Linked DNA regions of Mus musculus: regions 1, 2, 4, 5, 6 and 7 are each linked to region 3. Evidence: chromatin contacts called from public HiChIP or PLAC-seq and promoter capture Hi-C data. All regions are on one chromosome and are shown on one strand. The core of a region is the stretch at or near the end of the contact, and the rest is flanking DNA. Distances in the headings are between cores, read along the strand shown. Region 1 overlaps Gm35658 (a long non-coding RNA gene). Region 2 overlaps Anp32a (acidic (leucine-rich) nuclear phosphoprotein 32 family, member A). Region 3 holds the start of Fem1b (fem 1 homolog b). Region 4 holds the start of Coro2b (coronin, actin binding protein, 2B). Region 5 has its middle 18 kb from the start of Gm35658. Region 6 holds the start of Skor1 (SKI family transcriptional corepressor 1). Region 7 overlaps Coro2b (coronin, actin binding protein, 2B).

What was found. Promoter capture Hi-C pulls out the DNA fragments that hold promoters and counts their contacts. HiChIP or PLAC-seq counts read pairs in DNA pulled down with a chosen protein or histone mark.
Region 1: a contact with region 3 is called in an H3K4me3 HiChIP or PLAC-seq map of bone marrow-derived macrophages, with 3 times the contacts expected there. The contact joins the enhancer-like site here to the promoter of Fem1b in region 3. A contact is called at or near these places in 1 of 39 promoter capture datasets (frontonasal cranial neural crest), 2 of 484 Hi-C or Micro-C datasets (bone marrow-derived macrophages and uterus), 25 of 115 datasets of contacts at active chromatin or transcription factors (T-cell acute lymphoblastic leukemia, bone marrow-derived dendritic cells, bone marrow-derived macrophages and 19 more) and 3 of 9 other capture datasets (adipose tissue, embryonic stem cells and liver).
Region 2: an HNF4G HiChIP or PLAC-seq map of pancreatic cancer cells shows a contact between it and region 3. The contact joins the enhancer-like site here to the promoter of Fem1b in region 3. A contact is called at or near these places in 2 of 484 Hi-C or Micro-C datasets (CD8 T cells and the G1E-ER4 cell line), 8 of 115 datasets of contacts at active chromatin or transcription factors (bone marrow-derived macrophages, embryonic fibroblasts, embryonic midbrain and 4 more) and 2 of 9 other capture datasets (adipose tissue and pancreatic islet).
Region 4: a contact with region 3 is called in an H3K4me3 HiChIP or PLAC-seq map of forebrain, with 2.3 times the contacts expected there. The contact joins the promoter of Coro2b here to the promoter of Fem1b in region 3. A contact is called at or near these places in 4 of 39 promoter capture datasets (the 3T3-L1 cell line, cranial neural crest, frontonasal cranial neural crest and 1 more), 1 of 15 datasets of contacts at CTCF or cohesin (the NIH/3T3 cell line), 1 of 484 Hi-C or Micro-C datasets (embryonic stem cells) and 4 of 115 datasets of contacts at active chromatin or transcription factors (embryonic forebrain, embryonic stem cells, epiblast stem cells and 1 more).
Region 5: a contact with region 3 is called in an H3K27ac HiChIP or PLAC-seq map of extraembryonic endoderm stem cells. The contact joins the enhancer-like site here to the promoter of Fem1b in region 3. A contact is called at or near these places in 1 of 39 promoter capture datasets (cranial neural crest), 17 of 115 datasets of contacts at active chromatin or transcription factors (T-cell acute lymphoblastic leukemia, bone marrow-derived dendritic cells, bone marrow-derived macrophages and 12 more) and 1 of 9 other capture datasets (liver).
Region 6: a contact with region 3 is called in a promoter capture Hi-C map of pre-B cells, with 5 times the contacts expected there. The contact joins the promoter of Skor1 here to the promoter of Fem1b in region 3. A contact is called at or near these places in 5 of 39 promoter capture datasets (the C10 cell line, cranial neural crest, liver and 2 more), 1 of 15 datasets of contacts at CTCF or cohesin (pro-B cells), 15 of 484 Hi-C or Micro-C datasets (B cells, CD4 T cells, LSK cells and 8 more), 33 of 115 datasets of contacts at active chromatin or transcription factors (the SCID.adh cell line, bone marrow-derived macrophages, cardiomyocytes and 21 more) and 3 of 9 other capture datasets (adipose tissue, embryonic stem cells and liver).
Region 7: a contact with region 3 is called in an H3K27ac HiChIP or PLAC-seq map of T-cell acute lymphoblastic leukemia, with 2.6 times the contacts expected there. The contact joins the enhancer-like site here to the promoter of Fem1b in region 3. A contact is called at or near these places in 6 of 115 datasets of contacts at active chromatin or transcription factors (the NIH/3T3 cell line, T-cell acute lymphoblastic leukemia, embryonic limb bud and 3 more).

The regions. Positions count from the first base shown.
Region 1 is chr9:63,107,362-63,111,045 of GRCm38.p6, reverse strand. It overlaps Gm35658 (a long non-coding RNA gene), which reads right to left. Exons shown (of 3, transcript XR_870837.2): 3 at 2,813-3,684. Among named protein-coding and RNA genes, the nearest start is that of Gm35658, 16 kb to the right of the region's middle. Within about 2 kb of position 1,710, at least 200 of the 459 cell types and tissues checked have an H3K27ac peak or open chromatin away from gene starts, as enhancers often do. A contact at or near this core is called in T-cell acute lymphoblastic leukemia, adipose tissue, bone marrow-derived macrophages and 12 more, where this site is marked.
Region 2 is chr9:62,363,683-62,367,562 of GRCm38.p6, reverse strand. All of the region lies in intron 1 of Anp32a (acidic (leucine-rich) nuclear phosphoprotein 32 family, member A), which reads right to left. Among named protein-coding and RNA genes, the nearest start is that of Gm40522, 15 kb to the left of the region's middle. Within about 2 kb of position 2,537, at least 82 of the 459 cell types and tissues checked have an H3K27ac peak or open chromatin away from gene starts, as enhancers often do. A contact at or near this core is called in the G1E-ER4 cell line, embryonic fibroblasts and pancreatic cancer cells, where this site is marked.
Region 3 is chr9:62,809,983-62,813,854 of GRCm38.p6, reverse strand. Fem1b (fem 1 homolog b) reads left to right here and starts at 2,207. Exons shown (of 2, transcript NM_010193.4): 1 at 2,207-2,797. The coding sequence starts at 2,550.
Region 4 is chr9:62,534,532-62,538,499 of GRCm38.p6, reverse strand. It overlaps Coro2b (coronin, actin binding protein, 2B), which reads left to right and starts at 1,456. Exons shown (of 12, transcript NM_175484.3): 1 at 1,456-1,847. The coding sequence starts at 1,833. It overlaps Gm39352 (a long non-coding RNA gene), which reads left to right. Exons shown (of 4, transcript XR_870833.1): 3 at 1-219; 4 at 374-619.
Region 5 is chr9:63,073,286-63,077,023 of GRCm38.p6, reverse strand. No RefSeq gene overlaps it. Among named protein-coding and RNA genes, the nearest start is that of Gm35658, 18 kb to the left of the region's middle. Within about 2 kb of position 1,938, at least 72 of the 459 cell types and tissues checked have an H3K27ac peak or open chromatin away from gene starts, as enhancers often do. A contact at or near this core is called in T-cell acute lymphoblastic leukemia, embryonic stem cells, extraembryonic endoderm stem cells and 3 more, where this site is marked.
Region 6 is chr9:63,144,941-63,148,516 of GRCm38.p6, reverse strand. Skor1 (SKI family transcriptional corepressor 1) reads left to right here and starts at 1,537. Exons shown (of 9, transcript NM_172446.3): 1 at 1,537-1,710; 2 at 1,939-3,576. The coding sequence starts at 1,604.
Region 7 is chr9:62,453,967-62,457,611 of GRCm38.p6, reverse strand. It overlaps Coro2b (coronin, actin binding protein, 2B), which reads left to right. Exons shown (of 12, transcript NM_175484.3): 3 at 2,967-3,083. Among named protein-coding and RNA genes, the nearest start is that of Gm40523, 40 kb to the right of the region's middle. Within about 2 kb of position 1,506, at least 102 of the 459 cell types and tissues checked have an H3K27ac peak or open chromatin away from gene starts, as enhancers often do. A contact at or near this core is called in T-cell acute lymphoblastic leukemia and stem cell-derived neural progenitor cells, where this site is marked.

The sequences.
Region 1 (3,684 bases), core at 461-2,960, 300 kb before region 3:
ATTACACCCTCACAGCTTGAAAGCTCCTTGAATTACCCAAGTTGGCTCCTGTCCTTCAAGGCTAGCCTGTACCATCAGCCACTGGAGGAGGCCACATTCTTAGGAAATACAATAAAAGGAAGCAGTCAGTCTGGGGGATGTAGCCAGGTGAAAAAGCATGCTTGCATGATTTAACATGCAAGATCCTGGCCTTACACACACACCCTTGCATGCACACACATACGCAGGAAGTATTAAGAGGTATTTTGAGAATGGTAGGTCTGAGATGGTGATAAGCACCATTCCTTAGTAAGAAGTATTAGTAACAATCCCTCCCTTAGAAAGGGCTGTGTGTACAGCACTGTCTCTCTCGGCTTCTCTTTACTTACTCATTTGGATTTCTTTTCTTCCTTTCTTTTCTTTTTCTTTTTTTTTTCCTTTTCTTCCTTTCTTTTTTTTTTTTTTTTTTTTTTTTTTTTTAGATCCTTTGAGTACCTCTGGTTGACCTGGAGATCACAGTGATTGGCATGCATTTATTTTCAAGTGCTGGGAGGCCTGCTTCATTTACTTTTGATTTTTATAAAAGTGCATATATTTTCCATTATGGTGGTGCATGCAGCTCTTGGGATGCATAATCAGGCAGACCTCCGAGTTTCAGGCCACCCTGCCCTACATAGCAAGTCCTAGGACAGCCAGTCTATACCGTGAGACTTTCTCAAAAGTAAATATAGAAAGAAAGGAAGGGAGGAAGGGAGGAAGGAAGGGAGGAAGGAGACTGTTAACGTGTGTGGAGGTCTGCGGACATGCAAGGATCACTTCTCTCCTCCCATCATGGGTTCCTGGGATGGAACTCAGGTCCTAAGGTTTATACCTGCTAAGCGTCCACATACAAACTTTTCATATTTTTGAGACAAATTCTCACTTTATAATTCAGGCTGGTTTTAGACTTAACTGTATAGCCCAGGCTAGACTCCAACATGCATTCCCCCTGCCTCAGCATCCTGAATGCTGAGATTACAGGCATGCACCACCACACCCAGCCTGAAATGACTGAATAAGTATATTTATCTGAATTTGAAGGGCCTCCAGGAACCAGCAGTAGGAAGGCAGTATTTGCATTTTAAGAGCTGGAAAGCCTCCAGCTGACTGCTTGCGTTTATGTCTGGATGGCCCGGCCACTTGGGAACTGTGCCATTCCACAAGTGACTTACCTGTTCTTAGCTTCTCTGCCTTCATCTTTAAAGTGAAAATAATAGTACACATTTTATTACTGGGAGGAGGCTGGGCCAGCCTTTCAGTGACCAGAGCATCTGTGATGTTCAAAGGGTGTGGGCAGCCAGGGAGAATTATCCAACTAATAGTATAATTACCTTATTACGTTAACAGTATCACTTCAAAGGGATATTGGGAGGAAGGTACACGCAGAGGAACACGGCAGAGGCCGGTAGTGCGTGCTGTCAACATTATTCAGGTCCCTATTTTGCAAATGAGGAAATCAAACCCCTGATGCAGAACATGAAGCTAGTGGGTGGCAGGGCTGGCCCTGAAGTCCAGGCGGGTCCAGTATCCTCCAGCTGCCCAGCTGGGATGCAGACAACCCCCGCCCCCGCCAGAAGGCACCCTGGGAACGGAAAGCTGGCCGCCCTCCAAGTCCTAGGGCGCCCTGGAGCTGAGTCCTGCTGCCCCTCCCCCACTCGGGAACAAAGTGCACTTCTGCAGTTGGGGGAACATTCCAGCAAACCGAAAGCACTGCGGGGATGACCCAGCGGCTGCTTCCCGCAAAGGGGCGCGAGAACATCGTGGGCCCTAGACCGGCCTTCGGGGACCGCCCGCACCGGCCGGGGTGTGCACCCGCAGTTGCACGCAAGGAATCCTCTGTCGGGTTAGTGATGCTTGGCCAGGACAGGCGTCCCGCCAAGCAAGCGCACAGCTCGCTCCTGCTCTCCCTGCCGCCCCTAGCTCTTCCTGTTCTGGAAAATAAGGACAAGGAGAGCCTGCAGAGTGAGCTCCTGTGATCCCACAGTAGACCATAGCCTTTCGTTTTGGTTGTACGCCCCCCATCCCCATACTTTGCCCAGTATTTGCACGCATGGCCACATGGATTAACAATGGGGTCCCACCATTGTACAGTTGATATTTAACCCACTTTTCAGAGCAGTTTTAGGTTAACAGAAACTTGTAGGATACCCTTTCGGGCCTCTTTCCCAGCATCCCCAGCTCCTCTGGTTTGGCTTTTTGCTTTTCTAACCCTGGATCCACAGAATCTCTGCATTTCTATTCACTACTCGGTTGAAGGGCCGATCTGTACTGAAAAGTCATCAGCTTTTGGCAAAGGCAGCCGTCACTGCAGAATCCTGCTCCCCCTTCAGCCTGTGCTGGTTAATGTTAATTGTCAACTTGGTAAGCTCTGGAGTTACCCCAAGATGGGCCTCTGGCCATGCCTGTGGGGACTTATCTTGACTTTTTTTTTTTTTTTTTTGGTTTTTGAGACAGGGTTTCTCTGTGTAGCCCTGGCTGTCCTTGAACTCACTTTGTAGACCAGGCTGGCCTCGAACTCAGAAATCCTCCTGCCTCTGCCTCCCGAGTGCTGGGATTAAAGGCGTGTGCCACCACGCCCAGCTATCTTGACTTTTTTTTAATGGAGGTGGGAAGACTCACCCACTGTGGACAGAATCATTCCTGGCGCTAGGATCTTGGACCAAGTACATGGAGAGCCAGAGCTGGGCAGCAGATGAGTTGACTTCTCCACCTTGAACTGTGGCAAAAATGCACCCTTTCCCTCTCAAATTGCTTTCGTCAGGGAGAAAAATAAGACACAGCCCCAGAGCAGCACTGTAGTTTTCTGGTTTTGTCTGTTTTTATTTCTTTATGTTTTCATCTCTATGTTTTTGTTTATTCCACAGTGCCCTTTGTGAATTTTTCAGAATGGCTTCCTTCACTAAGTAGTATGTTCTTAAGTTTCTTTCATGTTTTTGTTTTTGTTTTTATAGCTGAGAGCTCATTTATTAAGTCTGCTTAATTATATCCCATGGTATTGTTGAACTGTTGAACTTCAGTTTACTAATTCACCTTTTGAATTGTCTACAACTGTTGAAAATTATGGTATCTTTGTTAATTTTGATTTTTTTTTTTTTTTACTAAATTTATGTGCTAATTTTTATGTCAAGCTGACACAGGCTAGAGTAATTTTGGTAGTGGGAACCTCAAAAGAGAGAATACCTCCACCAGGTTGACTAATAGACTCATTCTATGGCGCATTCTCTTGATTGATGGTTTATATGAGTGGACCCAGCCATTGTGGATGGTGGCACCTGCGGGCTGATGATCCTGGATGTGGTAAGAAAGTCGCAAGGGGCAAGCCAGTGATTAGTGGCCCTCCATGGCCTCTGTATCAGCTCCTGCCTCCATGGTCCTGCTCAATTTTGAGTTCCTGCCCTGACTTCTCTGTGATGGACTGATGTGGAAGTGTAAGCTGAAATAAATTCTTTCCTTCCACGTTGCCTTTGGTCATGGTGTTTCATCACAGAAATTGGAACCCTAAGAATAATTAATTAATGAATTTCCTGTGAGGGAAAGGTGTGGATGTACCATTACTGTGTGTGTAGAGGTTAGAGAACAGCTTGCAGGGGGAGCTTTTACCTTCTACCCTGTATAGAACACAGGCTTAGTCGCAAGCATCTTTTCCTGCCAAGCCATCTTGCTGTC
Region 2 (3,880 bases), core at 1,288-3,787, 450 kb after region 3:
ACATTCACATTCTGCTGGCTGTAGGGAGGCACCACACATTCACATAAGAAGCCAGCCTGGTCTGGCTCTCCCGTTCGTAAACCTTACCCGAGACCCCCACCCCAGACTTGGGTCTGCCTTCGTTCCTTGCCAGTGAAAGCTGAACTTCATAATAAACACAAACACATTCACGCAACACAACAACTCGTTTGTTTCAAAACCACCAAGTCTGATCCTTACGAAGTTCTCAGATGTGACCTTTCTTCTCTCTAACGCTGCAGCCTTCGTCACAGCCCTAGTTACTTCAGGCGTGTTTGTCTTGAAGGTCGTGACCTCAGGGAAGGATGTGGTTATGAGATAGCCTGGGCTACTGTTGACCAACCTCACCCTGGATGCAAGACCCCCTGATCTGGGCTGAATGATATCATGTTCTCTGGAGTCCAAGATTCCACCTCTTTAGGAAAAGGACGGTGGCATCGGCTTAGCCTATTATAAACTGCAAACTCTAGCCAGCTTCTGAAACACTCACGGCTGGTTAGTGACCTACTAGCCGGCCGCTTCCCCCTCCCCCAAGTCACCTACCCATTGCACCCAAATCTAATTCAAGACTCCCTCCTAGGAAGCCGTCCCTGTAGCTGGCTCTAAGAACCCAAGGCTGGGCAGCGATCTCAGAGGCAGCAGCATGAATCATTTAATCGTGTATTAAGCATCTGACCCTCCTAGAGGTCAGAGACTGTCCTTCCCCATAATCAGCCTAGAGGGACGCATGGGACAGCACTGCTTAGCAAATGTCCCTCTTACTGGGCCAGGCACAATATAATAAGTACTGGGAATACAGAGAGAGGGGGGAGGGGCCCAAACAGCTCATAAGCATAAACAGTGCACTATAGCAGGTGGGATCAACGCTCATGCTTTCCCGCAACAGCTTTGGGCGCAACAGCTTTGGGCGTGTGCCTATGCCAATCAAGCACCAGCCCTGACAGGGGATGGGATCAGCCACTAAAATACCAAACTGACGCAGCACTCAGCACACTCCAGTCAGTTCTCCCTACATAAGACACTCCTGCCGCATAGTTGGCTGAAGGGTCACAGAATCCATGGTGATCCAAGATGGGGGGTAGAGGAGGAGTCGGACAGAGAGAGAGAGAGAGAGAGAGAGAGAGAGAGAGAGCTGGTGGCAGGCTGGAAATCCACAGCTGGCTGGTAAACAGCCCTGAAAGGCCACGAGGGGAGATAAGAGGTACCCGGAGACCGGGAAGAGAGAGGCGCTGTCTTGATCAGGAATGGCTATGTAACTATAGCCCAGTGCAAAATGAGATGGTGGGCCCCTTGCTGGAAATTTACCTGGTAGATAGCATATGCTTTCCTAGCCTGTACTAGTCTCTTGTTTGATTTTTCCAATACTACATAAACTTGGTAGAAGATGGATGACAAGTTCAATACCATCCCCAGTTATACACTGAGTTTGAGACCAGCCTGGGCTATGTGAAACTCATCTCAAAACAAAACACAAAACAAAGCCTCACATAGAATTCTAAGACAGTGACAGCCAACTATGTGTGTAGGTCACATGGCTGTGGCGCTGGCTCTGATTAGAATGGACATCTTGGGTCTACGACAGGCCTTCTAAAAAAAATAATGACCCAGGGGGAAAGGACACTTTAAGAGCCGCCCCTTACTTTTTCAGAACTTCTATGGCAACTCAGGATGGGCAGAAGGCGGACTCTAGCCAAACAGACCTGGCTCTAGTCCAAGTTCCTCTCTCTAGCCCAGCTGTTCCTAACCTGTAGGTCTCCACCTCTCTGGGGTTAAACAACTCTTTCACAGGGGTCTGCCTAAGACCAGCAGAAAACACAGATATTTACATTGTGACTATAGCAAAGTTACAGTTATGAAGTAGCAACAAAAAATTGTATGGTTGCAATCAGTTAAGAAGAGTGGGGAACCACTGGTCTCTCGCCCTTCTCACCTCTCTGGGCTTCCAGTTTCCTCTCAGAATTCTAGTGCCAACGACCCAGGGCCGGATTACACAATAAGAAGTCTAGCCTAGAATTTTGCCAGCTTGAAGAAAAAAAAGCTACCCACCATCCCCTTTACCACTGGCTCTACTGATGGTGTCCACACTGAAGATGGTAGCAGGGAATGAAGGCTCCTAACCAGGCCCAGTCCTCCATGCCTTCCTGCCACAGGCTCTGAGCCCAACACCCCAAGCCTCCCACCCTGCTCTGGAGCCGTGGAGAGCATTTAAAACAAACCCTCTGGGTTCAACCTCTACATCTTGCTTTGCCTGGTTTTCTACCCCCAACCTCCAGACATGATTTGCGCTTCCTTTACTGAACAAGAATTGGATAAATATATGTGGTTTGGTTTCAACCTTGTCAGTCCCTGACCAATTTAGGTTCCAGGTTCCAGGCTTCGAACAGAAGACTCAAATCAGATTGACCCAGTGTTTTTTGGTGCTCCTGGATTTTAACTAGGTCAGCTTTTAAATGGGCCACCCCCTGCTGCAGATCCCATTCCTAGCTAGAAGGCCACGCTGTGTGAGTCACTGAGGTTTGAGGCAGAGCTAATAAACGGACACTTGCGTTTGTTTTAACGGTAAAATCTACTTACCGACCTGTGTGGGAAGGGACACAGCTCTGGGGGGAAAGGCTGGATGTTTTGAAAGTTACCGAGATCTTACTGAACAGAGGTCAGTGTTTTCTGATCATAACCCACTGAAAGGGATACATTTTAGGAGCTGGAGAGATGGCTCAGCAGGCAAGCCACTTGCAGCTCTTGACTGAGTTTGGTACCCAGCACCAGGGTCAGAGGCTCACAATTGCCTGTAGCTCCAGCTGGGGAGGGGAGTGGATTGATTCTGCACTCTCTCTAGTCTCCCCAGGCACATGCATACGCATTAATTACACAGCCACATTAATACAAATAAAACAAAAAGCAAGCAAACAAACAAAACCTACTTTACTCAGAGCACACACAAACTGTTTGCCTGTAGGCACACTTGGTGAAAATAAACACTACACATAGAATCCCATCTATAGATTTAAAAAAAAAAAACTTAAAAGTTTCATTTATGTGTCTCTGTGAGAGAATGCCACTTGTGTAGGGGAGCCTGCAGAGGGCAATCTCTTGGAGGAATTACAGGGGGCTGTGAGGGGCCGGATCTGAGTCCAGAGAACAGAATCCAAGTCCTCTGCACGTGCCCCAAGTGCTCTTAACTGCTGAGCCATCTCTCCAGCCCTCTTATTACTTCAATTTTTAAAATGTGGCCCACAGTATGGGGTGAAGTGGGCCAGAGAGATTGATGTTCGGCAGAGGACGGGGGGGGGGGGGGGGGGCGGAAGATGGGCGGCTGGGCAGAGAACTCTGGCCCGGGTGATTAATTTTAATTTTTCTTTTCTGCCACAACACGCCTCCTGTCCTAGGTCAGAATCTGCCCCCCACCGCCATCCCCAAAAGTAAGAGAACCCACGGCCCATCCACCATCCTCCCAAGTTCCTGCAGCCTTGTGGCTGCCAGGGCTTGGGGGTTTCAACGCCTCTCAGGATCTTCCGTAGTCTTAGCCAGGGGCAAGAGCCTTCTTCGCTTTAAAAACAAACAAAACCCTCCCCGAGAATTGAAAGCCTCTCCGGGCCTCGGATTTTTGCTGCTACGTACAAAGCAGCTCTGCAGGCAGGCGGCGGGGGAGCACGTGGCGCGGGCAACGGTGATGCCATCCTCATTACTTAGAGGCAGGAGGGCGGGCCGAGGAAGATCAGGCTGGCTCATAGGTCCAGCTGGCAGGGCAGGCTGAGACTGCACCAGCCCGCCAGCCCTGCGACTCGCTCTTGTCCCTGGCTCCTCCCCACTCTTCCCCGCGCGGTCGGGTGATTTCGCCTGTGCTTTCCTTGCAGGAGTATTC
Region 3 (3,872 bases), core at 958-3,457:
CTCGGAAATCCCCCTGCCTCTGCCTCCCGAGTGCTGGGATTAAAGGTGTGCACCACCACGCCCGGCTTTCAGCTTGCTTTTTTATACCATCCAGGACCACCTGCCCAGGGTTGGTACTGTCCCCAATGGGCTGAGCCCCCATCCCCATCAATAATCAAGAACATGCCTTACACACTTCCCTACAGACAATCTGAGGGAGGTGTTTTATTTCTGCTGACATTCTGCCTTGCCAGATGACTCTAGCTTCTGTCAAGTTGACAGGAAACAAACAAACAAAAACAGAAGACAACAACAAAACAGCCTCCAAGCCTCCCAAAACAAAAACAAAACAAAAAACCACTCCCCTTCAAAACCTTCACAACTAGCCAGCACAGCCTAAAAAACACTTGATTTTCTTACAACCTGAAGTCCCAGCGCAAAAACAGGCCAGCTTTCCCTTCTACTAGTTATGTCAGCAGAAGTTAGGGATTTAAGAGATGGTTCAGTGGTTGCTTTTCCAGAGGATACAGGTTCAATTCTCTTCCACTACATGCTGGCCCACAACCAATCTTTAGTAGGACCTGATAATTTCTTTTGAAGGCACAGTGGCATTCATGCAGACACAGAACCCGAATACATAAAATACAGAAATAAATATTAAAAAGGAAATCTTATCTTCAGTTCTTATTTCCAAGACTGTTTTTTTTAATAGTGTAAGCCCCCTCCCCCCGACATTTGCATAGGGATCTGAAAATAGGTAACTGTTTTAGGAGATAATCTGAGAAGTGGTTTATCCTCCACTTAATCCCAGCCTCTCCTAACTGGCCTTTGAACTTCTAAACTCTTGCTTCCTGGGCTATGTTCTGCACACATTAGGGAGCATGCATGTGATCTTAAAAAAAAAAAAAAAAGCGCCATCTTGTCACTTTTCTATTTAAAACTCCCTAAATGCAATCCCAGAGTAAACCAAACCGTTTGCATAGGTCACTGGGCCACATGACTTGCATCCTGCTGACTTAATCCTTTAGAACTCTTCCTACAGTCAGCAGCCACACTGCTTCTGTTCTGAGCTCACCATCTGTCTTCTGCTCAGGATCTTTGAACTATTTCCATTGTCCAGCCTCTGTTTCAGGCACCTGTTACAGAGGACTTCTCTGACCACCCAGGCGAAGTCTCCTAGTCCACACCCATAGCCCTTGTTTCATAGTAATGACATGAATCCAACAACTCTACATCATTTATTTGTCTGCTTTCTCCACACAACCACACAAGCCCCAGGAGAGAAAGGCCTAGCCTAGATGAAGAAATCTCTGATGCTAACCAAAGCCTTGTACGTGAATGGCTTATAGCATTCTTTGGATAAATGCTCTTTTCAAATCCTAACAATTCTGTGACGTGTAAGTGAGACAGCGGAGGTTCTGCAGGGTCAGGACTAGAGACTGGTTCCATCTGGCTATGACTGCTGCCTCTTAGCTCTTTATCTTACACACTTAATCCCCTTTCCTGGGAGGTCTGGTGAGGCTTTCAGTTGCTTTTCAGTGAAGCGGCTCTCGCCCTCCCAAATTTCGGAGGCTCATAATAGCCCTTATTCAAAAATGGATCTTTTGGGTGCTCTTTCCCCTTTTCCTGTGGCCCCCACCTCGCGCCCCCGCGCGTGAATCACTGGCAGACAGTATCCCACAGTAATAATCATAAAACTGGATGTGCTTTCTAGCCCGTAGATTCAGTAGCCTTCTCTCCGCCCCCAGCCTTGACTAAGCATCCTAGGGTCCTGTGGGGGCGAGATGGCTACTTGCGTCAAGGGCACTAGGGACTTTCAAACCCGCATCAGAGCTCAGCTAACTGCGCACAGCGGAACCTTTCTTTAGGATAGCCTCGTTTGCCCGCCGGTCGGTTTAGGAAGCAATACCTACTTAAGCGTCCCTCCCACTCCTGCCTTCCCTCCCTCCCTTCGGCTCCGTCTGCGGCGGCTGCTTTCCTCCCGCCCTAAGTTCCGGTGCTGGTGCTGCCGGCGCGGTCCGCGAACACCCACGCGCGGCTCACGGGAGCCCCGCTCGCCAGCGGACCCTTTCGATCGCCGGTGGGCGAGTGCCCGCGGTTTTCCTGCGGCGAGGAGCTAAGTGGAGGCCGTTCCAGACCCTCCGGCCCGGCGCGGGCAGGCGTGCACATCGCTCGCTATCCAGGGCGTGCGCGGGCCTCTCGAGACCCCAGCGGCGACCCGTAGCTCGGGCGCGCGCCTGTCGCAGCCCGCAGGAAGGAGGCGGCCTGAGACCCGGGGCGGCGGCCGCCATGGAGATCCCCTCGGCCCAGGGCCGGTGCCTGGGGCCTCGGGGGCGGCCCTGACCGTCCTTCTCCCCGCCCGGGCCGGGTCCCACTTGTGCCTCCGGCGGTGCTCGGCCACCTCTGCGTCTCCGCCCTCCCTGGGTCGCGCTGCTGCCTGGACACGGCGGCGGCGCCCTGTTGAATGGGCTGTGAGGGCCCGGGTCTGAAGTGCTGGTGGACGCGGCCTCCGGGGGCGCAAGGCAGCAGCAGCGGTGGCGACCAAACGGGTGTTGGAGTTGGCGGCGGCCATGGAGGGCCTGGCTGGCTATGTGTACAAGGCGGCCAGCGAGGGCAAGGTGCTCACTCTGGCTGCCTTGCTCCTTAACCGGTCAGAGAGCGATATCCGCTACCTGCTGGGCTATGTCAGTCAGCAGGGAGGACAGCGCTCCACACCCCTCATCATCGCAGCCCGCAATGGGCACGCCAAGGTGGTGCGCTTGCTGTTAGAACACTACCGTGTGCAGACCCAGCAGACCGGCACCGTCCGCTTCGACGGGTAGGTACATCCCAACTCCATCCTCCCTCCGACGCGCGCGGGCCTCCCAAGCCCTGGATCCTCTCATCCTTCATTAACCCTGTTTTCATGTGTGGACTCAGTTCTTTTTCATATCCCTTCACCCCCATTGATGCCCACCTCGTCTCCCAGAGCTATGCTTTGCTGCCTTTTCTTATCGACTCCTACCCTTTTCCCCCTGTAGGTGGTAGCCACACCCTGGGTCTTGAGATCTATAGTCTTCATTAGTCAGCGAACACGCACTGTCGGAGTGGTGGCTGCCCATCTAGGTTTTTGTATCTTTATATCAGCACTGGCGTAGTAACCTAGATCGGAAATTAACGAGATCAACAATTAAAATTGAGGACCTTTTGATGCTTCATTTAACCTCTCCATATCCCTTCTCCTCCCGCTCCCCCCCTCCCGTGGTCGGATCGAGCCTCAAGCAGGTCGTGGGACTATCTGTTAAAATAAGCCCCTAGAATCTTGTCATGCAGCTGGGCATCTCTAGGCACGGTTCTGACTCTCCCACAATGCTGGCCAATATTTTTGGCTGTACAGGTGGCTCTGGGCCTGGCGTAGAAGTTACGCCATTGCTAAATTACATGTATAGGGTGATACAGTGGGAAGGTTTCACAAACACTTAACATTGTTCAAAAATTTACTATTTACTATTATTCTAATATTTTTTTTCATTTGAGGTTAATTGTACATATTTTTGGGGGGCGGAGGAAGATAACAGAGTCGTCACGTTTGATACCTTTTTTTTTTTTCCTGTGCTGAACGATTGCGGAATGATTGGCATAATATAGCTGTATTCAGTTTGCTTTGTTTACATTGGTTTTTGTTGACCTGTAAATGAATAAGCTATTACTAGTTTAGCATTTTCTTTTGCAGTAGGTGGAATCTACGTATAGAAATGCAATTTAGTTTTGGTTAGTAAAAACTGCCTGACCAAAAAAGCCTGTTTGGAAGCATTCTTATATTCTCTAGCCCCTCCCTCCCTCCCTCCCTCCCTCCCTTCTTCTTTGCTACTTCTGGTCTCCAAAACCAGGTCTTGCTGCATAGCCCAGGCTGA
Region 4 (3,968 bases), core at 207-2,706, 270 kb after region 3:
GTGTGTGTGTGTGTGTGTGCTATGTACATGCTTGTGATGGCCAGAAGTCCACAATGGGTATCTTTCTCAAACATTCTTTGCCTTTAGTTTCGTTATTGTTGAGACAGGGTCATGCAGGAAGATAAATCATACCCAGGGGCCAGCTAGCTCCCTGCTGTACTGTCCCATGTGGAGACAACCCAGAGACTCTGAACTAAGTGTACAGTGGTTGGATGTCAGGTAAGGATGGGGTTCAGAGAATGAAGCCGGCATTTCTGGGGCGGGTGGGGGGGGGGTGAGGCAGTAAAGACTTGAGGCCTGGCATGACTACACCTAGGAGGGGTCTGGCGCAGAGCCAATGCCTGAGGCCTGAAGCTACATCTGCTCTCCCTAGAGACCTAGTAAAGTTGCTGCAAGGCCCCTGGAGACGGACAGGTGTTTATACCCTTCCCAAGATGCAGAAGAAGTTCAAAGATGGCAGCAGCTGTGGAGGAACTCTGTAACTCACAGACACAAGTCCTGGCTCTGTCACTGTGTCAGACCAGGTACGTCCCCCCACGAAATCTGCTCATTCTTAGGGATGCCCCCCCAAAAAACCCAAAACACCAACAAAAACTAAGATAAAACAAAACAAAAAAAACTGTAAATAAAAATATCGGGATCTATGCCAAAGCACTTTATAGTAGTTGTCACTGTGTGTAGTACTGTTCTAGAAATACAGCTGCGGAATGGAGCAGGCATCCTACCTCCCTGTTCCTGCACCTTCCTCCGGGGCAGGTGCTCACACTGGACTGCAGTGAAGAAACTCTGAGAGCAGGTGGCACACTTCAGAACCCCCGGGGGGGGGGGGGAGAGAGAGAGAGAGAGAGAGAGAGAGAGAGAGAGATGCTCCAAATACCTCATTCCCTCCTCCCTTCTCTGTGGTTGCAGCGGCTCCTTATCTGTCCAAACCGGTTTTGCCCAGGTACTCGCATGGCCATATTCAGGCAATTGTACTTGAAATTCCTGCAGCTGCTACAGGGTGTAGGTAACCTGGCTGGGATTTGCCTAGAGCAACTGTACCTGTCATCTCCCCAGTGATGTGAACACTCTTGAGGAGGGTCGGTCCTGCCTCTCTTACAGAGAGCTCCCCCTGTGTCCCTATAACTATAGAACGCAGGATCTGCAAAGGAAACCTCTAAGAAGCTTGCCACCAAGCAGAGAGCCTCTGGGCGAGTCTGGCGAGCCAACTGGGCCCAATGCCCCTCTGTCTAAGTACTTTACACTCAAGTCCTGCCACTTCCTATGTAACATGGACCACATTGGCCTTAGGCGAGCTCATCACTGAGATGCGAAGGAGTGCTTCCACGAGCCCTCCTGGCCACCCTGAACTCGTGTGGCAGCTGCGGGACCCGTAGCGGGTGGACTTTGGGAACCTCCAGGGGGCGACCAGCCCTGGGAAGGCATCTCCGGCCGCGCGCCGCGCCCGTCCAGCTTGTGACTTCACCGGGCGCCCGGAGCCAACGCGGCACCGAAGGCCGGGTCCCCGCCCACGGCCCCGGCCGCAGGTGCCAGGAGCCCGAGGGGGCAGCGCCTGGACGCGCGGGGCTGGGGACCGTCAGGCGCCCGGACTGCACTCCCGCCTCTGCCTCCGCCTCCTCTTTGTAGCGAGTCCCCGGTCGGTCCTCCCCGCCCCCCGCGCGGCCCGCCGCCCGCCTTTCTTCCTGCCTCGCCTTCCTGCGGCGCGGCGGCCTCATCTATTATAGATGCTCGGCCGCGGCTGACATCAGCCAGCGGCCTCCCGAGCGCGCGGTCCCCAGCCCGGCCCAGCCGCCTGCCGCCGCCCGCGCCCAGCCCCACCGCCCGCTTTCTGTATGACTGTCACAAAGGTAAGCAGCGCAGATCGTCGCCACGCTGGGGACCCGCGGGTGCTACAACCCCCCGGGCAGGGACTTGAGGGGCTTAGGAAGGGATCGCGCGCGCGCGCGCGCTCCAGCTCCCAGGAGTCGCTCGGCCCCCAGGGGACTACGGGATGCCGGGAGGGGATGCTCCTTTGCAGCTATCCTGGACGGTGTGGACCACATCACTGTGCGCCCCGGGACTGCATTTTTAACTCTTGTGGAAGGTGCTGCAATTTTAACCCCTGGAAAGCTGCTTCGGGCTGGCTGGCGCTCTGGGTGTCTGTCCCTCAGTGTCACGCGCCGTAAGGACTGAGGGATCCATGCTGATGATGCAGGGATGGGCTGGCCATGCTAGTCAGACACACAAGGGAGCTGAACCCCACCTGCCTGTCTTTGCCATTTACCCCAGAAGCCTGGGCCTGACTCCAAAGCTACCCTGTAGAGGCGCTGCCGGATCCCTGAGTGGCTGCCAGAGACAGGGAAGGTTCTACTGCATGGGGTGGGATGGGCAGGGAGTGTGACAGAGAGGAGCAGGTAGGCATCCTGGCAGACCCCAGTTTGGAAGAGGTTCTTGGACTTGTCACAGGAGCCCGGGTTTGTTGAAGAACTTTTTTGGGGACGTCTTCCCTGCCAATGGAAGAATGGAGTTAAGAGGAGAGACCGTTGGGGCAGTGGGATAAGCCCTGGGCCAAGGCAGATTTGAGTCTCTCTACGGAGAAGGGCTAGGCCTAGTTTGGGCTTAGGTTTCCTTTTCTGCAATGGGATAAGATGAGCCTTGGTAGTGGTGGGACAAACAAGTGAAGAGTATGAACTGTACTCTTCCCAGGTTCTGTTGGAGTGCTGACCTCACACCCTGGCATCGGCCTTAGCCGTGGATTTGGCCGTCTATACACCTTAGGCCAGACTCCATCTTTCCCAGATGCTCAGCTGGCTCTCACAGCTGAGGAGGTAGAAGCCAAGCAGGCCAGGCAGCCTGCTGTGGTCAAAGCCTTACAGAAAGGCTGGGCGGTCCATTCTAGACCCTTCTAATAAGCTCCTTACCCCAGCGACTTGCTCAGCCCGGCTCGGACTTCACTTCAGACCTTGTCATTGCCCTCAGTTCTGGGACTTGGGAGCTGTATGAGAATGATAACCTGAGGGCTCGGGGCGGATGTGCCTGGCCTTAACTTTGTCAAGCTAGCTATATCAAGCGGCAGGGTGCTTAGTGCTCTTAAATGAGCATAAATGCAGCTGGGCAGAGATGTGTTGTTATGGAGATTGTAAATGCCAAAGCTTCAGGCAGGTGGGGGCTGAGGAGCAATTCATGGGCCGGGTGGGAGCATAAGTGTTAAGGCTGAAGATGACCTTGCAAGGACTGACCCTGCAACCTCTCCTGTCTATGCACACGGATTCAGACAACTTTTCTCCCTTGAAGGTAAAACTGTTTAACTGAGGAAAAAGCTGAGATTCGGAGAGGTGAGGTGACTTGCCTAAGGTCACATAGCTAATATAAGTATGGCAGGATTCGGGTTTACCCTCAAGTCTGTCTCAGTCTCCTGCTGAGCCATCAGTCTGTATGACTGGGTGTGGGGCTTCCACAGCAGAGGGACACTGTCTGGGGGCCTAGGATGGTGAGATGGTGGAAGTGGGGCCCACGTAGCCCACTGTCAGACCTTCCCTTAGGTACGCGAGGATTATTTTCTAACACTCTGACACCTCCCTGCCCAGCCCCCAACGAACCCTTCCGTGTGTCTCTTGTCTCCTGCCGAAACCAAGGTGGCTTTGGCTTAAGCCAGATCAGAGGATTAAATAAAATCCCCACTTTAACCCTGTTTTCTCTCTACGCCAGGCCTGTATGGCACAACCCCAGTCCTGTACAGCACAGGGAGTCCCTACTGAACAAGGCTCTTCCATTGCCCCAAGAGTTAGAAGACATGGCCTCTAGGTGTCCTAGGCTGGCCACTAACTGGCTGTGTGACCTTAGACCAGTCATTTCTCTCCTCAGGCTTTGGGCAAGTGTTGGTTCCAATGAGCCATGTCTTCTGCTCTAACAAGGTATACTTGGGGACTGTGATCCGGGGGGTGGTCCTGTTACAGACTAAAGAGGAGAACCCACAAAGAATGTGGGAG
Region 5 (3,738 bases), core at 689-3,188, 260 kb before region 3:
ATTAGCCATCATGATGACTGAGACAAAGAGACTGGGGATTACTGGTAAGTACTACAATGCAACACAGCTAACAGCTCGTTAGGTCATTTATCTTAGTAATTTTCTATTTTTGCTGTTGTTGCTACTGTCTGCTTGCTTTGCTACTGTTTGTCCATTTTGTTTTTGAGATGTTGTCTCTCTTAGAACCTAGAACATGCATTCTTCTTAGTGCTTCGACCCACATCCTGGCCTGAATGAGGATCACATTAGATTGCCACACCTTCAGCTGAGTAGGTCTGCTGTCTGCTTCTTCCATCATGAGTGCCGATGCTGGGACTCTGGGGAAAAGCAGAGAGGAAGAGGGGCCTAAAGACAACTATCCCCTCCCAATCCATAAGGCTGTATTGAGGGTTAAAATCATGGGCTTTGAGGACTGTTTGAGTATGTTCCTGGAAGCTCCCATATTAAGGACTGTCAGGTTGTTGGGAGGTGAATAGATTCATGGGTTCATTTTTTAAATTCATAGTTGAATATACTTTAAGGGGTAGGGACTGACTAGGCCACTGTTAGTGTACCTCTGAAGGGTCTGCCTTATCCATAGCTCTATCTTTTCTGTGTTGCTGCCTCCTGGAGGTCAGAAATAGAACAACACACACACACACACACACACACACACACACACACACACACACACATCCACCATGGTATCCTACCTCACTCACAAGACTGGAATCAACAGCTGAGTATCGAAAGGCTTTCCTCTCATTTCTCTCAGGCGTTTGTCACAGCAATGAAGTGGCCAACACAAGAGTAGAGCTCAGACTGGGTTTGTGACTCAGATGGTAGAGGGCTTGCCTGGCACACACAAAGCCCTGGTTCTATCTCCAGTACTGCATAAACTGAGCAAGGTGGCACACACCTGTGATCTCAGCCCTTGGGAGGTAACGACAAGAGGATCAGAAGTTCAAGGTGATCCTTGGAGCTTGAAGACAGTGTGAGATACTGAGACCCTATCTAAAATCATAGCGGGAAGGAAGGAAGAAAGGAGGGAGGGAGGGAGGGAGGGAAGGAAGGGAGGGAGGGAGGGAGGGAGGGAGGAGAGGACTGGGTTGGGAAAATGGCTCTGCTCCTACTCAGCACAGAGGGGAGGACAGATAAGGCACATGGCAGATAGAGCATAAACTCTGAGTCCCAAACCAGCTGTGTCCCAGTGTCTTTACAAACAGGAACAGCAGCTGCCCCACCTCTTACATTTGACCAAGAATTCTGGGGAATGTCACTGATCACAGAGAAGCTGAGGGCAGAGGTGCTGCAGATCACTGGCATCCCAGCCCTGGCCAAAACCATGCTCAGTGACACTTGCTCTCATGACCAACTCATTCAAAGTATTCCACTAGCAGCTCACCAGACTAAACCCCAGCCTGGGAGCCCAGAGCAGGCTAGGATCACCTAAAACCCTTGATTCCTGGCTTGAAGTCTGTTGGTGATGACTCCTATTGACGTCCCTTTGGTGGAAAGAATGTCACTAGCCTGCCTCTAGCCTTCCTGGGCGTCCTGTGTGGCCTAAAGCCGATAAGAGTGTGTACGTGCAGGCCCTTGGGCCAGATGCCTTCTTGTTGCTAGGCACCGGATGCTCTGATCTGAGCCTGGGATCAGGCCTGTGGGATGAGACATAGAAGAGGCCTTTGGGGCACAGAGCTGAGGATCCTATTGTCTTTACAGGGAGGAGTTGGGTCAGCTACCTTACTGCTGATTTGTTTGTTTAACTTTCCTTTTTATCCTATGTTCCTCTGATGGGAAGAAGGTCTACTTGTGGGCTCCTACTTCACGGAGTTTTTCAGTCTTCCTAGGCGAAAGCACACATTCCTGAAAACCACTCAAGAAAGGTGTCTCTGGGGTAGCAGTGGGTCTTGAGGCCCGAGTTAACAGCTCATGTGCACATGTGGGTGTGAGTGTGTGTGCTCCTAAGCACACGTTCTCAGGGACTGGAACCCCTCCCACCACATTCCCCAGGGCGTCTCCCCAGCCACTGCGACTATAATCATAGCCAGCCTGGGACTTTAACCAAACATCACATTCCACCACCCTGGACAACCTCTTTGTTTGATCTTCTCTCTAGAGACACAGGTCAGGAGGAAGGTGGGGCGAGGCGGTGAGCAGCAGCATGTGGGATGCATCTCTTCCTTCTCTTGTTTTAGAAGCTGCAAACCCAATACTGGTCCTCAAGTCTCCCCCAGTTTCTCCGCCTCAAACCTAAGGACCTCGGGCACAAATTTCTGAGAATCGGGGCCACCTCAAAGTCACTAGTCCAACCGATTACTTTATAGAACCCTGGGACACCGACTTTAATGTCACACACACAGAGGGACAGCTTTGCAGAAGTCCAGGAAAGAGCCTTCTTCCACATCCCAGCCCTCTCCACCAGTTAGCAGCCGCTGGGTGACACCTCAGTTACTCACTTAGAACTCAGCCCAACAAGCAAAGCAAAAGGCAGGAAGTGTGTGGCGGAGACTTATTTATGCTAGAGTGTGGATGACTGACATCGGGAGGTCTTCAGACAAAGGAGATTTAGGTAGAAAGCAGAAATGAAAAGATCAGGAGGGCACTAGATTATGTAAAAGTCGGCTGAGGTGACTGAGGTTAGCTACCGGGAGGAGACCATCAAGCCGGGAAGCAGCAAGCACCAGAGAGAAACTTCACATTAATACATGGCTCATGGGTCCAGGTCTGATTCTTTCTTCTGCAGGGGGAGCAGTGGGAATTTCAAAGTGTCAGATCCCTCTATGCATCTAATCCTGTTGCTCTCCAGAGAGAATGTGTTTTAGATTTATCTTCAAACTGCCTCAAGGATCCGTGGGTCATTCATTTGGGCCACCTGGGGCCTCAGCTTTGGCTGGGTTCAACTTCCTTCCTGCCTCACAGTGGGAGAGCAGCGATTCCTCCCAGGCTGGGTTTTGTTTGTTTGGTTTTGTTTTAATAATTTAAGTTCTCTGTTTTATGTATCTAATCTCTTCATATTTTCAAGATAAAATTAGTTCTACAGGGCATGTTAAATTCTCTGAGTATATTGGAATTGTTGTTTATCATTTAAATTTAATTTAACCTTTTTCTTTCTTTAGTGTTTTTAATTACTTAAGAAATACACATCCCTTGTAAAGGATTCATAAAACGGTGAAGGATGTGGAAGCAGACACCACCTGAAAGGAAACTTCCACTGCTAACATCCTTAGCTCTTGGGGTGTGCATTTAAAACTTTTAAAAATTATTTAATTTTTGAGACAGGGTTTAACATAGCCCAGGCTAGCTTCAAACTTGCCACATAGCTAAGGGTGACCTTGAACTCCTGAACCCCTGCCTCTACGGTTTTAGGTGGGTGTCACAAAGCCCGATTTTTACAAGGTGCTTAACCCAGGGCTTCATGCCTGCAACACAAGTGCTTTCTCACAACTCCAGCTACTGGTGTGTGTGTGTGTGTGTGTGTGTGTGTCCTACATGTGTGCTAGTGTCCTCAGAGGCCAGAAGAGAATGTCATATGTCATATCTTTGGAGCTAAAGTTAAAACTGTTGTGAGCCGCTCAGTGTAGCTCCTAGGAACCAAATTCAAGCATCCTTGAAGAGCAACAAGTGCTCTTGACTGCTGAGCCATCTCTCCCTCACCACTAAATACATTTTTGTTTCTTTGTTTGTTTCTATTTCCTCCCTTCTCCCCAAGACAGGGTTTCTCTGTGTAGCCCTGGCTGTCCTGAACTCGTTCTGTAG
Region 6 (3,576 bases), core at 288-2,787, 340 kb before region 3:
CCCTTGGGGACTCAGGAGCCCCAGCTTCAGGTGGACGCTCCAGGCTCAGGGTGTCCTCTTCACTCTATGCGGGCCCGGTACATTTGCCCAGAAATCCCAGAAGCCATCGTCATTTCCCACAGCTGCGGGCCCCCTTAGCCACCTCCTCAGCCTGTGTGAGAGCCGTCCCTGGGACACCTAGCTCGCCTTGTTGACCCCTCAGCCAGGGAGTTAGCACAGTAGTTTGCTTGCCTCCTAAAATGTTACTGGGGATTTCAGTGACAAGGGAGGATCAACTTGCCTCAGTTTGACTGGAAGAGATGAAACAGATAATAAATAGGTTGATACTTGAACAAGATACAAGATAGATGGGAGAAAGAGCGGTGAGCTGGCAGCGACAGACAGCTCAGGGACAGATAAGATCGACAAATAAGTATCTAAGCAAACAGAGGGAGGGAAAGATACCTGCAGACCAAAGATGCCAGGTTCTTAGCTTTGGAATTCGGATCCCTGTTAGAGTGAAGCTACCCCTCTGAAATGGATTTGCTTTTCCAGCCAAGTTCGGAGGAGGGAGTCCTAGGGACTAGATTGGCGGCAAGAGCGCCTGCCGCCCAGCATTGGGTCCATGGAGCCCTGAGTGTCTGAAGACACGTGAGGTGACTGGGCGACCTAGAAGGCCCTAAACATCAATTCCTGGGTCCTCCACCAGGCTAGACTGTGGATACAGCTTCCTCTCTGCCTTCTCCAGAGATCAAAGCGAGGGACCAGCAGCAACTTTTTAGTGCTTGGAGTTTTACAGTGGCTTCCAAGAGTGGCCAAGATTCCTTCTAGCCCATCTGAGCTGATGTCGGGGCATGAAGGATACTCAAAGAGGAGTCACCCCCACAAAAGGAGCAGCCCAGAGCCTGGGGAGCCTGTGTTGGGTCTGAGTAAGAAAAGCTGTGTGGAAGAGGACAGAAAGCTCAGGGGCATGTTTCCAAAGCTAAAAAGTGACTCCAGAGAAACGCCTGTGAGAACCTCTCTGTCCCAAGCGCTGACAAGAGGGGAGCCGGCTTTAGTCTGGAATGCAGCTAAAAAATGCAGAAAATGTGGTTAGAGACTGCGTGATCCCGGCCTAACTGATGGCTGGCAAGAAAGCGTTTTGTAAACCCAGCTGGACTCTTTCTGCTCAAGGAACACCGGGCTCAAGGAGTCAGAAGAGAAGTACAGGTTTGTGCAAACCGGTACTGTTGTCCCTGGAAGCCGGTCACCACGAAGATAGGTGCATTGGGGGCCACCCGAGGTCGTGGTGCACGCGACAAGCTTTGGAAAGGGTAGGGTTCAGCACCGCGAACAGCAGTGGCCTCCTCCTCTTCCTTCTATCCTCCTCCTTCAACCTCCATCCCTCCCCCTTCTCCCTGCCCCCACCCCTACATCCTGCAGTTTGTGATGGGCAGTGAGTGCCCCTCCTTCGCCTCCCCACCTCTCCCTTCACTGCCCCCGCCCGCACGCGTGCATGCGCGACTGAGCAGAGGGGCCGCTGGTCCCTGAAGTCCGGGCTTCAGGACCCTGGCGGGCAGGGCGAGCTGTGAGGTAGCTGAAGGCACGCAAACCTGAGTGCCGGCTGGAAAGCCTGGATTTGGCTATGGCATTGCTGTGTGGCCTTGGGCAAGTCACTCTCCGTCTCTGGGTCCCACTTCCTTTCCAATCTGAAAACAGGATTGGTTTCCTGGCAGCCGGGGCTTTCCTGAGGTTTCGATTTTCCCTTTTCCTCCCTTAGCCCCCCGGGTGCTTTTGTTTCAGCTCAGAAGCTGGTCTGAATAACAAAAGGGGCCAGTCCGTGGGACGAATGAGCTTGAGCTCCCCACTGCCAAGTAACCCCCTCGCACCCCACACGTTGCGCCCCGCTGGGCGGGCCTGAACCTAGGTAGCGGCGCTAAAAAAATGGCTCATCTGCTCTCTGCTCTCTCTGTTTCGCAGGAGCGGCGGCATGGAGGCTCTCACCACTCAGCTGGGGCCGGGACGCGAGGGCAGCTCCTCTCCCAACTCCAAGCAAGAGCTGCAGCCCTACTCGGGATCCAGCGCCCTTAAACCCAACCAGGTGGGCGAGACGTCGCTGTACGGGGTACCCATCGTGTCGCTGGTCATTGATGGGCAGGAGCGCCTGTGCCTAGCCCAGATCTCCAACACCCTGCTCAAAAACTACAGCTACAATGAGATCCACAACCGCCGCGTGGCCCTGGGCATCACATGCGTGCAATGCACGCCGGTGCAGCTGGAGATACTGCGTCGGGCCGGGGCCATGCCCATCTCCTCTCGCCGCTGTGGTATGATCACAAAACGAGAGGCCGAACGCCTGTGCAAGTCGTTCCTGGGCGAGCACAAGCCCCCCAAACTGCCTGAGAACTTCGCCTTTGACGTGGTGCACGAGTGCGCATGGGGCTCTCGGGGCAGCTTCATCCCTGCCCGTTACAACAGCTCTCGTGCTAAGTGCATCAAGTGCGGCTACTGCAGTATGTATTTCTCTCCCAACAAGTTCATCTTCCATTCGCACCGCACACCCGACGCCAAGTACACTCAGCCCGACGCCGCCAACTTTAACTCGTGGCGTCGGCACCTCAAACTCAGTGACAAGTCGGCCACCGACGAACTGAGCCACGCTTGGGAGGACGTCAAGGCTATGTTTAATGGCGGTACGCGCAAGCGGACCTTCTCCCTGCAAGGGGGCGGCGGAGGCGGCGCTAATAGCGGGTCTGGTGGTGCAGGGAAGGGCGGCGCTGGTGGCGGTGGCGGTCCAGGGTGCGGCTCAGAGATGGCCCCAGGCCCACCGCCCCACAAAAGTCTGCGCTGCGGTGAAGACGAGGCGGCTGGGCCTCCCGGGCCACCTCCACCGCATCCGCAGCGCGCACTTGGCCTGGCGGCGGCAGCTAGTGGCCCTGCAGGACCTGGAGGACCTGGGGGCAGCGCAGGGGTTCGCAGCTACCCGGTGATTCCAGTGCCCAGCAAAGGTTTTGGCCTCTTGCAAAAGCTGCCCCCGCCTCTTTTCCCGCATCCTTACGGTTTCCCCACAGCATTCGGCCTATGTCCCAAAAAGGACGACCCAGTGTTGGTCGCCGGAGAACCCAAGGGAGGCCCTGGCACCGGGAGCAGTGGGGGCGCTGGCACCGCCGCGGGTGCGGGTGGCCCGGGAGCTGGCCACTTGCCCCCAGGAGCAGGGCCCGGCCCTGGTGGCGGCACAATGTTCTGGGGACATCAACCTTCCGGCGCAGCCAAGGACGCAGCGGCGGTAGCTGCCGCAGCTGCCGCCGCCACTGTATACCCGACGTTTCCCATGTTCTGGCCAGCAGCCGGGAGCCTCCCGGTGCCTCCTTACCCGGCCGCTCAGAGCCAAGCTAAGGCCGTAGCGGCCGCGGTGGCTGCGGCTGCTGCTGCAGCGGCGGCGGCGGCTGGCGGGGGCGGTCCTGAGTCTTTGGACGGTGCCGAGCCAGCTAAAGAGGGCAGCCTCGGTACGGAGGAGCGCTGCCCGAGCGCTCTATCCCGCGGGCCCCTGGACGAGGACGGTGCGGACGAGGCGCTGCCACCGTCTCTGGGTCCCCTGCCCCCTCCGCCACCGCCACC
Region 7 (3,645 bases), core at 257-2,756, 360 kb after region 3:
ACAGACAGAGGAGGGTCTACTCTGTATTCATAGGCCCTGTGGGAATTGAACTAGCTATTGTATTTGTTTGTTTGCTTATTCATTATTTATTTATGAAGCTGAGTCTGTCTGTATAGCCCTAGGCTTGCCTCAAACTTAGATGCTCCCGTCTCTGCCTTCCAGATGATATATATTATAATTATATACAATTATATATATAATATATATTTGTATAATTTTAGTCAGGGCATCTGACTTGTTATTTCATCTTTATGTCAAAGTGGCAAATGAGCAAAAGTCTTAGTAATACTAGGAGTGGTGTGTTGGTGGTGGTGTGTCCTGTCTACAAGAGCCCACGGCTAAGTTTCTAGGAAATTTTTAAAGCCGATTGTTAAGTACAGCCTTTATTAAAAATTAAATTGCATTAACTTACAATTAAATAAATTATAATAAAAGCTGAGGTACAGAGTATTAAAAATTCATTGCATCTTAACTGTTTCACCATGTATACAAGATTATTTGTGTCTATTACATTTGCCCAACTGTGTCCTACTAAGAGTCTCTTTGGGGTTGGGCATGGAGCCCTGTTGGTAGAGTGTTTAGCCTAGCATGCACTAGGCCATAGGGAGAGGTATAAACCTTCGCAGATAGCACATGCTTGTAATCCTAGCACTTCCGAGCTGGAATCAAGAGGAGCAGAAATTCAAAGTTAACCATAGGTATCAAGTTCAATGCCAGCCTGAGCCACGTGAGAGTCTGTATTTAAGACAAACAAGTCTTAAAAAATGGTAAAGTGGCCCAGCAGGTAAAGGTGCTTGCCACACAACAGAAGTCCGATGACTTAAGAATTCATATAGAGGTAAAATTCCACATAATTGTCCTCTGACCTTTACATAACTACTGTGGGATACACATTCAAACATACCACACACACACACAACATACCTACTGTGGGATACACATTCAAACATACCACACACACATTAAAAAAAATAAGTAGGGGCTAGAGAGATGGCTCAGCAGTTAAGAGCACTGACTGCTCTTCCAAAGGTCCCCAGTTCAAATCCCAGCAACCACATGGTGGCTCACAACCATCCGTAACGAGATCTGATGCCCTCTTCTGGTGTGTCTGAAGATAACTACAGTGTACTTACATATAATAAATAAATAAATAAATAAATAAATAAATAAATAAATAAATCTTAAAAAAAAAAAGTAAAATCTTATTTCATCCCCAGAGCATGGCCCCTGTCTCTCTTCACTCCACACAGGGTCCGGGATGTGGCTGACCGTTCCTTCCAGGGCCAGCCCATCCCCCGTGGGCTCCTAGCTCAGTGTTCCTGAGAGCCAGCAATTGACCAGCCTCCGTGCCTCTCAGAGTGGCCTGGGCTGGGCTGGGTGCCAGAAACTTAATGCAAACAGCTTTGCTAAGCAAATACTCAAGTGCAGCTTTAAGATGAGCTGGGAGTAGTGCTGGGAGGTGAGGGGGGAGGGAGAGGGAGCGAGAGAGCTGCAGACTGCCAAGTTCCAGCCTGCCAAGTTAAGGGGAACTGGGGGAAAGGCACTGGTTAGGAACAACAAGGTTCAAAGGGCTTGCTTGGAAGAATCACACTAAAATTCTCAGCCTCACATTCAGCTGTTTGGTTTGGGGGCCATTAATTAGCCTTTCTGGGCCTTCATTTCATCATGTCGAATTCGGTTTGTTATGAGCACTAATGATAACGCCTAGCTTCAGGAGATCCTGGGATCATATTTGGCTCAGCTTAAAAATCACAGTCTAGGGCTGGGGACATAGGTTGGCTGATAGAGTGTCTGCCTGGATCACACAAAGCACTGGGTCCTACCCCCATCTAGTACCAAGTAAACTGGATGTGGCGGTGCACACCTGCAACCCCAGCCCTTGGGTGGCTATTAGAAAGAGCTCCAGGACTTCTAGGTCAGCTGGGTCCACAGGTTGACTTAAGAGTTGAGAGCTTGCCCCAGTAAAGCACTGGCTGCTCTTCAAAGAACCCAGGTTCAATTCCCAGGACCTATACGGTGGTTCACAATGGTCTCTAACCCCATTCCAGAGGATCTGAAACACTCTTCTGGCTGCTGAGGGCACACACGTGGAACACAGCCATACCTATAAAAATAAAAATAAGCTAGAGCAAAAGATGACATTAGATGATTCATTCACCGCTGTAAAAACCGTTTCCTGTACAAGCAGGAGAGCCTGAGTTTAATCCCCAGAACCCACAGAGACCACAGTAGCACATTCTTACACCACAGTAATCCAGGAAATAGCTATCACAGGGTCCCTGGAGCTGGTGGCCTGCCAATCTGGATCAGCTGGTAAGTCCCATGTCAGTGAGAGAGCCTGTGTCTAAAAATAAGATGGATGGCCTCTAAGGAAGTCCAGAGGTTGAACTCTGACCTCCAACCTAAACACACAGACACCATGCACACAATCAAAAATATTTCATAATTACCACAAGAGAGCACCCCACCCCAATATTATAATTCTCACCCTAGAGCACCTTCAAGGTATCCCCAGTCACCTGCGATTCTAAGGAAAGAAACATTGCAAGTGACAGGGTTCAAGCATTGAATACATTGACTTACTGAGAACTGTAGCTGACCTGAAAGCACCCCCTCCCACCAGTAAGAGAGCTTGGTGGAGCCTATGTGAGTGAGGGTTTAAGGAACTTAGGCTCAGGAATGGTGGAAGCATGGCTTCCTAACCCCGCTCTCCTGTTTTGGGTGATAGCCTTGACACCTTTATCAGAGCCTAAGAATGTTTAAGGCTGTGGCTCCAGCCTCCTGAGAAAAACCACCAGCTTCCTGAGTCACAGATGTCAGAACAGCCTAGGGCTTTCCATCAGGACACAGAAAGGAAGTAAAGGGCCTGAGGAGCCCACCCCAGCAGATGAGTCCAAGCAAAGATCTTTCCTTTCTGAGCCACTCTGAATGGGGACAGCAACCTAATGATTTGTCTCTCCCTACAGACAGGCAGAATCGAGCCAAACTACCCCAAGGTATGCGGTCATCAGGGCAACGTGCTGGACATCAAATGGAACCCCTTCATTGACAACATCATCGCCTCTTGCTCCGAGGACACTTCGGTGAGCTGAGCAATGGGTGCTTCCCAGGCATAACCCTGAGCATGTACCTCCCTGCTTCCCCTAGAGAGCCTCTATACACACTACCTCTTTCTCCTCTCAGCCTTGCCCCCTCCCTCCCTCTCCAACCAGTCCCAAAATAGAGAGGACAAGACAAGGGTCGGGAAGGGACTGAGGGAGAGGATCTCTGCTGGACACACCCCGTGCTTCCAAGTTTGGAAGTGTTGCTTTGTAGGTGAGAATTAGAACCAAAAACTTAGGTGTGTGATTCAGCCTCTGCCTGTGCTCTATGGTGAAGGAAAGGAAGATGGGGAGGAGAAAGGAGGAAGGAGAGGAAGCAAGGGGAGGAGGGCTCCTGAGCATTTCAGGCTCACATGGTAAATGTCCCATCATTTATCATCTGGGAGCTGCGGCTTCAAGGACTGTGGTGACAAGGGTCACTTTGGGGATATTGAATCCCAACTTTCCACGTTCTACCCCTCGTGGGAAGATGAAGTAAATAGGAGAGAGAGCAGAGGCGAGAGCGGATGGGTGGAGAGAAGAGGGAGCTGGAGATGGGAGGGAA